Regions from separate parts of the Arachis hypogaea genome. Here region 1 is linked to region 2. The links are chromatin contacts, called in public Hi-C maps. All regions are on one chromosome and are shown on one strand. The core of a region is the stretch at or near the end of the contact, and the rest is flanking DNA. Distances in the headings are between cores, read along the strand shown.

Region 1 (3,938 bases), core at 360-2,859, 480 kb after region 2:
TGTCATGATTCATATATAGAAAAATAGATAAATATGTAATAAGAAATCAATTTATACAATCACGCGTGATAGTAGTTTTCAAATTTTGATGAAGTTTAGGACACCAAAGTGGAAATTTATTTGTGGGTAAATTATTACTTTTTTTAAAATGGTTGGAGTTTAATTATCAGATGTCTTATTTTAATTTTCATTTTAAAATTGTCCTTATATAAATTCGATATATTTAGGGAAGCCTATCTAATAAATGATTACTGTATAAAGTTGATTTACTACTAAATCAATTTATGTCAGAACGATTTAATAGGTAGGATATATTAAATTAATTTAAACTGATTTATTAAGCTTTCTTGATAAATAGTTTTAAGATACATCGATTTATATAAGGATAATTTTAGAATGAAAATCATAAGACATTTTGATAATATTGAACCCTAATTATTTTAAAAGGACAATTTGCCCTTTATTTGTATTAACTATTCTTGGATATCAATTTTTTTTATTTTTCTTATTCTTTTAAAATACTAAGATTAAAAATTTTAATTAAAATATTAAAACTAAAAAAATAATAAAAAATAATTTTAATACAACAATAGAATAAAAATTTACATAATCTTTTAATTATAATTTTTTGAAATAATTATTCATATATATAAACATAAAAAATAATTTTTTTATTAAGATAATAATATGTAACTAGATGTATTCGTACAAATTTTCGACATTAACTATACGTGGAAATTAATTTCTGTAAAGATACAAAATGATCTAACATTTACCAAAACTTTAATTTGAAGGTAAAATTTGTATAGCAATACAACCAAATATGATTGCCTGTTGCCTAAAACTTTCTTGTTCCCAATAATGCATTCGCAGGAGAAAAATGAGGAACAAATCCAATCATAAATTTCTTATCAAAGGAGATTGAGTGGATTGGATTGTCTGGAACAACAATATCTGCTTTTTTCTTACTTTTTCTTAAGCTTCCCTCTTCTTTTTTCTCGGATCCGGATGTCTCTGACCCTCTGCTAAAAATAATTCACCCATCAATCTACATCAATCAACATTTGCCGTCACGTTTCCAGAATAGATGCATCCAGTACTAATATAGAAAAACTATACATTAACTAAAACAAAAAGGTAAATAAAAATATCTCATCTATAAAATTTTCGAAAATAAAAAAAATACTTTTAAGAATTAATTTTATTTTATTTTCTAACATTTACAATATTTTAGTTATATTTAAATTTAATTCTAATATATTTTTAATATAAAATATTTAATTTGATAATCAAATTAAATTTATAAATTTAAAATTTTTAATTAATAAATATAAAAATTAATTATTTTTTATAATAGAATAATACACAATTGAATATATATATAAAAAATTTACGCGAAGAAATTAAATTCGTATATTTTTATAATTTAACTCTTTAATAATGATATTCTAATATTGTCCTTCTTTTCTACATATCTTCATGGTTAACAAAATTAATTCTCGCCAATGAACTATAGTTCAAATAGCATAGTCTTCCCATAGTCATTTAGAGGTCGCGGATTCGAGTCTTCCTATGCTTGATAAAAAAAAAACTAAATCAATTCTCTCTCAACCTTTCCAAAAGGATATTATTATTACAATTCACAACAGATTTATTTAGTAAATACAAGTGATGAAGATTTGCGACTTTGGAAGAACTTCTCGCCAATAGATCTCAGTTTACATACTTTGATGGTATTAGGATATACACTACAAAAAAATTTGATTAAAATAGCACTAATATTATGGCGGTTTTACATAACTGCCACAATTGTTGCTAATTTCGGCGGTTTTATCGTCTTCCAGAATGACCATGTTTTTATTGGCAGTTTTCATTGATTGTGGCAGGTTAAAACGCCATTATCATTAAAAAAAGGAAACATATTTAAAGCTGAGATGGTGTATTGTATATGAGAGTAATCACTAATCATCAGTATTGTTGCATGTGAGAGAGCGAGCGAGAGGGATCTGAATGTGACGAACCCTAATTTTAAGATCTCGCTCGTTGCCGGCGTTCATCTCTTGCCGCGGTATACAATGCGGTTGTTGCTGCCTTCGAAGGAGCGCTCTTCTTTGATTAGGTTTTCTGGCTTCGATTTGAGGGTTCGTTGCGCTGCCGCTTATCTCCTCGTCACCACAAGCAACGCCATCATTGCTGTCCTCGGTGGAGCTTCTGCTATCTGGTTTTATGCATCTTAGTTGATCTTGAATTTTATTAATTCTAATTTGGTTAACCTTTTACAGAGCCTTTATTTTCTTTTTCCCCTTCAATGGTGGTCCTGCTTAGTTGAATCTGAGTTTTGTGAAGCTTTCGTCTCAATAGCTCTCTAAGTATAATTCTCTTGGTTAATTTTCTTTTTCCTTCTAGGTATAATCTGAGATTGCACATGAGAGGGAAAGGAGAATGAGAGTAAGTTGATCTGAAACCCTAAAGCTTGTCACTGTCATGGTCACACCATTCATCTCGTTTCTGTCGCTTCCATCAACCTTCTGCATTCGAGTGAAGGCGCCTCCTCTATCGACGCGTTTCCAAATATGGTCACTACGTCATAGCTTATAAGATATTGAGCGAAGCACCTCTTCCATTAATGTGTCTCCTCCGCCAGTAGCAACGGTACGTTCTCACTTCTGCATTCTCTTCTTATTCGATCCACTCAACATTGCTTGTAGTGTGTTTCTGTTCATTCTCAATTTCTATTTTTATTCTCTTTCTCTTCTTGTTCATTCTCAATTGCTTGTTTTCTAACTGTATTTCGGTTCAGTATTGTTATGCTTGCCATGTGGTTGATGAATTTCCTGAGAGAGATGGAAAAGAGTGGAACTTGTTTTCTGTTATAGATGATGATTCTTTGGTGCTTATTATTATAACTACTACATGTTCATCATTGTGCATTTTTTAAATTCAAAACTAGCTTAGCTCCCAATGTGAATCCAGCAAGGACATGCCTTCTTTGTTTTCTTTTTTCATCAATGTCATGACTTGAATGTTCACATTTTATGTTGGAAAAATCAAACTACATTTACTGCATTTTAGTTTGCAGTTGACTTGTTTATATGCTAAGTTGTCTAAAGAAAGATATACTCTGCCTAGTAAATTGAATACCTGATTATTTAAAGAATCTTCATGTTGTTTATTTTGTTAATTATCTTGTAAAAAAGGATTATTTTTTATTCTTAACACAACTATATGCTGATTATGATTATGATTGAGTTACTGTTATTTTGATAATATTCATTCACCTTTGCTTTGTTGATATGATTGAGATGAATTGTTTCTAAGCCATAGAGGAAGTATCTAAAAGAACAGTGGTGTTAATTGACTGCTTTTGAAATTATTTCTCTAGTAATCTTTCTCAGGTAATTACTTACTCTCCTAGTCTTATTAACAGTCTCACTGAGTCACTGTTGAAGAAGGCACTTCATTGAAGCTGCAATATTGGCAACTACACTCTTCCCTATTAAACCCTTTCAGAGCCACCAATAACTCATATTCTGATTACGATTACACGGTAACCATTAACAATTTAACCTATGCCGTTGGCCCAACAATTAACAGAGAAGTCAAAAGATGAGGTTTTTGTTTTGATTGCAAAAAAAAAACTTACTTTTTTGTAGGATGTGCTTAACCAGTTTCATCCACCAAAGCCTGATTGATATGAAGAGTTCTATGCTTGGGTTATGAATTCAGCTACTAAGTCTTATGAAGCTGAGGTTTATATTTCTTCATTTTACATTTAATAATTACTATTGAATTGGATTATGAAGCTGTTGTTGTTGAATTGGATTTAAGTTTTGGGAATTTCTCTTTTTTTTTTATATGGTACGGTTGCAAAGTACAAGTCACAAGTCTTAAGTAACTTGAAGGGGAAGGCTCTTAAAATCTTGGAGGTTGGTCCTAAC
Region 2 (4,045 bases), core at 549-3,048:
TTTGCAAGGCTTGGGAAGTGTTGAAGGATGGGTTTGCTTGGTGTATTGGAGATTTGAACCAGAATTTTTGGTTTTCTAGCTGGAGGAAAGAAGGACGGTTATCTAATGAGATCGATTATGTTCACATTTCTGATTCGAATCTCCGGATACAGGATATTTGGTCGGTTGGTAGGTGGCATTTGGATACTCTTTATTCTCCTTTATCTCAAAATCTGAAAGATAATATTCTTTCTTACAATCCAGATGAACAAGCAGGTCCGGAAGTGGGTTGGTATTGGAGTGGGTCTGCTGCCAAAGTCTATAACTCTCGCAATGGTTACTTGTGGTTGTGTAAGCAGCTGTTTGGTTGGGAGGAGCGGGAGAATTGGCTTTGGCTTTGGCGCCAGCTTGTTCCGGAAAAGCATAAATTTTTGGATTGGTTGTGTCTTAAGGAGGCTCTTCCTACTGCAAGTTTTCGCTTTAGAAGAGGGATGTCGTCATCGGATAAGTGTCCAAGATGTCTTTCTAGCCAGGAATCGGTTTTACATTGTATTCGAGATTGTCCCAAAGCTCAGCTTGTCTGGCATAGGTTGGATATTTGTTGTCATCCTTTGGATTTGAAGAACTGGTTCTTGTATCATAGCAGAGAGCATCCGTTCAAGTTCTTTTCGGGACTTTGGTGGATATGGCGAGCAAGGAATAATGACATCTTTAATCCCGATGAAACTTGGCCTCCGGAAAAAGTGATTTGTCTGGCATTAACTTCAGAAAAGGAGCTTAGGAATATCTTTGAATTACAACGTATGTGCCTTCTCTCTACTCTAAATGGTTTTTGGAATCCCCAATCCATTGGTACTTTTAAGATTAATTGTGATGCTAGTTATTTTGGTTCGGGTGATAGTGTTGATTTTGCTTGTGTTATTAGAGATTGTAATGGGAGCTGGCAAAGGGGGTGTTTGGGAATGATTGAGAGTAATAGTATTCTTCAAGGAGAATTATTTGCTATTTGGAGAGGATATCTCTTAGCTTGGGATGTGGGTCAACGAGATGTTATTTATGAGATAGATTGTGTGGAAGCATTTAATCTTGTTACTCAAGATGGTTTTGGGTTTATTGATCCACTGGTGCTCAAAATAAGAGATATCATGCATTGGAGTTGGTGGGTTGACTTTCGTTTGATAATGAGAGATGCAAACACGGTGGCAGATACTATGGCAAAGATGGCGATGAAGTTACAACTTTCACATGTGGAGCTTCTTTCACCTTGGGAGGAGTTTAAGAGTAGTCTTAAACGGGACTGTCCCTCTATTTAGGCAGTTCCTTGTTTTGTTTGTTTTGTTTTTCTTTGTTTAATTTATTTCAGTCACCAAAAAAATCACAAGACCTGCATATATCTTACCGAGAATGTCGGAACTTTTAGAAAAAATTCCGTCAATACCGTCACAAATCACAGTAATTAGATAACCTGGTGAATACATTAGTTTCAAATAGGATATTAAGGCAACAATTTAGTTTAATGGTCTGCAATTAAAAAGAGTAACCATGTATTAATTATTGATCTAATAAAATATTTTTTTACGGGAAAATTTAAATATATATATATAATACTCAGAGAGTGTACACCATATACACTACAAAACTTTTATTTGTTTGTGGTAGTTTTTTAATGGGAGTTACTAAAAACTTCCATAATATATTTTATTTGTGGCAAATTATAAAACCTCCTTAAATAATTAACAAAAACTCCCATTTTTATATACTCCTAATCCAATTAAATTATAAAAAAAAATCCAATCCAAACAAAACTCACCCATACTCAAAAAAAAAAAAATCAAAACAGGGCTTTAAGATTCTGAAACCCTAGAATCTCAATGTCAGTGCCACCGCTACCGCCACTGCCATTCTTCTCCTTGCCGTTGTTATCGTCATTGTCTCCTTCGTCAACGCATCACCGGTAGAGTTATGAATGGAGGACGAGGTGATCGTGGAGCCTCTCAATTCGTGAAGCTTTCCTTAGATCTTCTGCTTCTGCGTCGCCTTCCACGATGGGTTCTTCCGCTAGTTTTTCCTTTGCTCCGGTGGCTTGAAGCACTCAGAGAGCGGTTTTGATGCGGACCCGGTGGGACTGGCTGAGGAGATCTGGAAGGCGAGCGAGCGGGAGTCTCTAGAAGCTTCGATTGAAGCTGCGTTCGAAGCTATCAGATCTCGTAGAACTGAGTCTTATGTCGTTCCAAGTCATTGCGGTGAGAATTTCTTCCTAATTTGTTCTTGTTTAGTTCGGGACTTAAATTTTCTCACTCACTTCCGATCCGAATTTGTTCAGACAATCTCCGTGTCTGTGAGAGATGAATTGAATTTGAGATCTCTATTAACTCCAATTTGTGCCTAGTTTAGTTTCATACATATACTTTCTCACTTGCTTCTATGATTTCAATTATTCCAGATTTCTATTTCTGCACCTCTTTTGTGATTTTGTGAACCAAATTGTGGAAAATGCAAGAATTACAATCCTTAACTCAAGCTTCTCACAACTTCCAAAGTGAACGAGCTTGTAACCAAATCCTACTAGCTTGTCATTATTCTTCCAGGGGACCTACACAGTAAGCACGTTTACTCACAAACTTCTCTTTCTAATTCTTTTTACTTCTCTTAAGATGAGATATATATATTTATTGAACTGTTTATCCTTTGTCTGAATGTCCTTTGTTGAGACTAGATCAATTAGTAGGTACTCAACTTTGAATAAAAATAGATAAATAACTCATTAAGCATAAGCTATCTAAGCAATAATAGCAGTAGGTAATTTCAATTTTCAAGCTCTCTATGCTTCTGTACCAAGATAAACTCAATGCATTCATGTAGATTATTGCACTGCTAAAATAAATTGATTGTTTACTTTACTTTATAATTGTAAACAAACATACTTAGTATGAACATTCTTCTTCCAGTGCCAATTGTATATAAAGTTGATCGTCTTCGAGATGGAAAGAGCTTTGCTACGTGGAGAGTTGATGCAATTCAAAAGAAAAATATTGTGTTCACTTTGTTGGCTTCATTTCAAGTAATTTTTGTTCTTAAAGATAGTATTGAATGGACTTCTCATGCAACAACAACTGAGACATGTTCATTTAACAAATTCTCTTTTATAAATTTAGAGTATGCTTCAGTTATTTTCTTAATATACAGAAAGAAGAATTAGGATTTGACCACCAGGAGGTAGCCATGCCATCTGTGCCTCCACTAGACAAGGTAAGTTACATGGTTATTTATATTAATTAAGATTTAAGAATGAAAATGGTGTTTTGCTGATTTCATATTATTAATTGTTTCTAGCTTTTGTCAATGGAGGAGCTGTGGGAGAGACGTCTTACTGACCCTCGTCTTCTAAAGTAAGATTTTGGAGGAGCCGCGGGAGAGACGCTAAGAAAGTTTCACGCCAAGACTTCGTTTTTCCGCTTCCCATGACTTCTGTGCATCTCATGTATCTGCAAACACATTTTCACTCTCATTTTCTGGTACTTTTTTTTAAATCTACCTTTTGCTATGATTGATGTCATAACCTGTATTGTTCAATTTTCATAGAAGTGGTATCTTCCTTACTAGCAATCGTTGTGAAGGTTGTACTCTTATGCATTCTTGTTGATTTCCTATTGCTAATTTGTAATTATGCAAATCAAATTTGGAATTTTTATGCATTTTTCTGGTCTGTTTCATTGCACCAGTTCTAGTCTCTACTCTTATGGTGGCCAGAGAAGAGCTTGCCACCATCAACAGTAGTGCAATTTCCAGAAGCTTCTTCATTCTGAATTTTTGATACACTATGTGCAATGGTAATAACGGGATTAATTATCTTTGATGATTTAGATCAAGAAAAGGCAGTGAAGTCATAAGTATTTGATAGATTTTTTCGGGAATTTAAAATTTCAAATAAGGGATCGGAACAAAAGAATATAAAGCAGATATACAAGATATAGTTAGAACAACTAATATTAATTGTGATGGTTATTTTGGTTATCAATTTTGTTCTTTATTGTTCTTGACTGTCTATTAGAACTATTGTATTGCA

What was found. A called contact is a pair of places that touch in the nucleus more often than the background predicts.
Region 1: a contact with region 2 is called in a Hi-C map of leaf, with 2.6 times the contacts expected there. The contact joins the promoter of LOC112759092 here to the promoter of LOC112759080 in region 2. A contact is called at or near these places in 2 of 8 Hi-C or Micro-C datasets (both in leaf).

What each region holds. Positions count from the first base shown.
Region 1 is chr16:38,101,865-38,105,802 of arahy.Tifrunner.gnm2.J5K5, forward strand. LOC112759092 (heavy metal-associated isoprenylated plant protein 39-like) reads left to right here and starts at 1,610. Exons shown (of 7, transcript XM_072220253.1): 1 at 1,610-2,202; 2 at 2,407-2,652; 3 at 3,428-3,547; 4 at 3,654-3,938.
Region 2 is chr16:37,625,887-37,629,931 of arahy.Tifrunner.gnm2.J5K5, forward strand. It overlaps LOC112759080, which reads left to right and starts at 1,799. Exons shown (of 9, transcript XR_011874202.1): 1 at 1,799-2,222; 2 at 2,423-2,579; 3 at 2,928-3,228; 4 at 3,313-3,494; 5 at 3,702-3,809.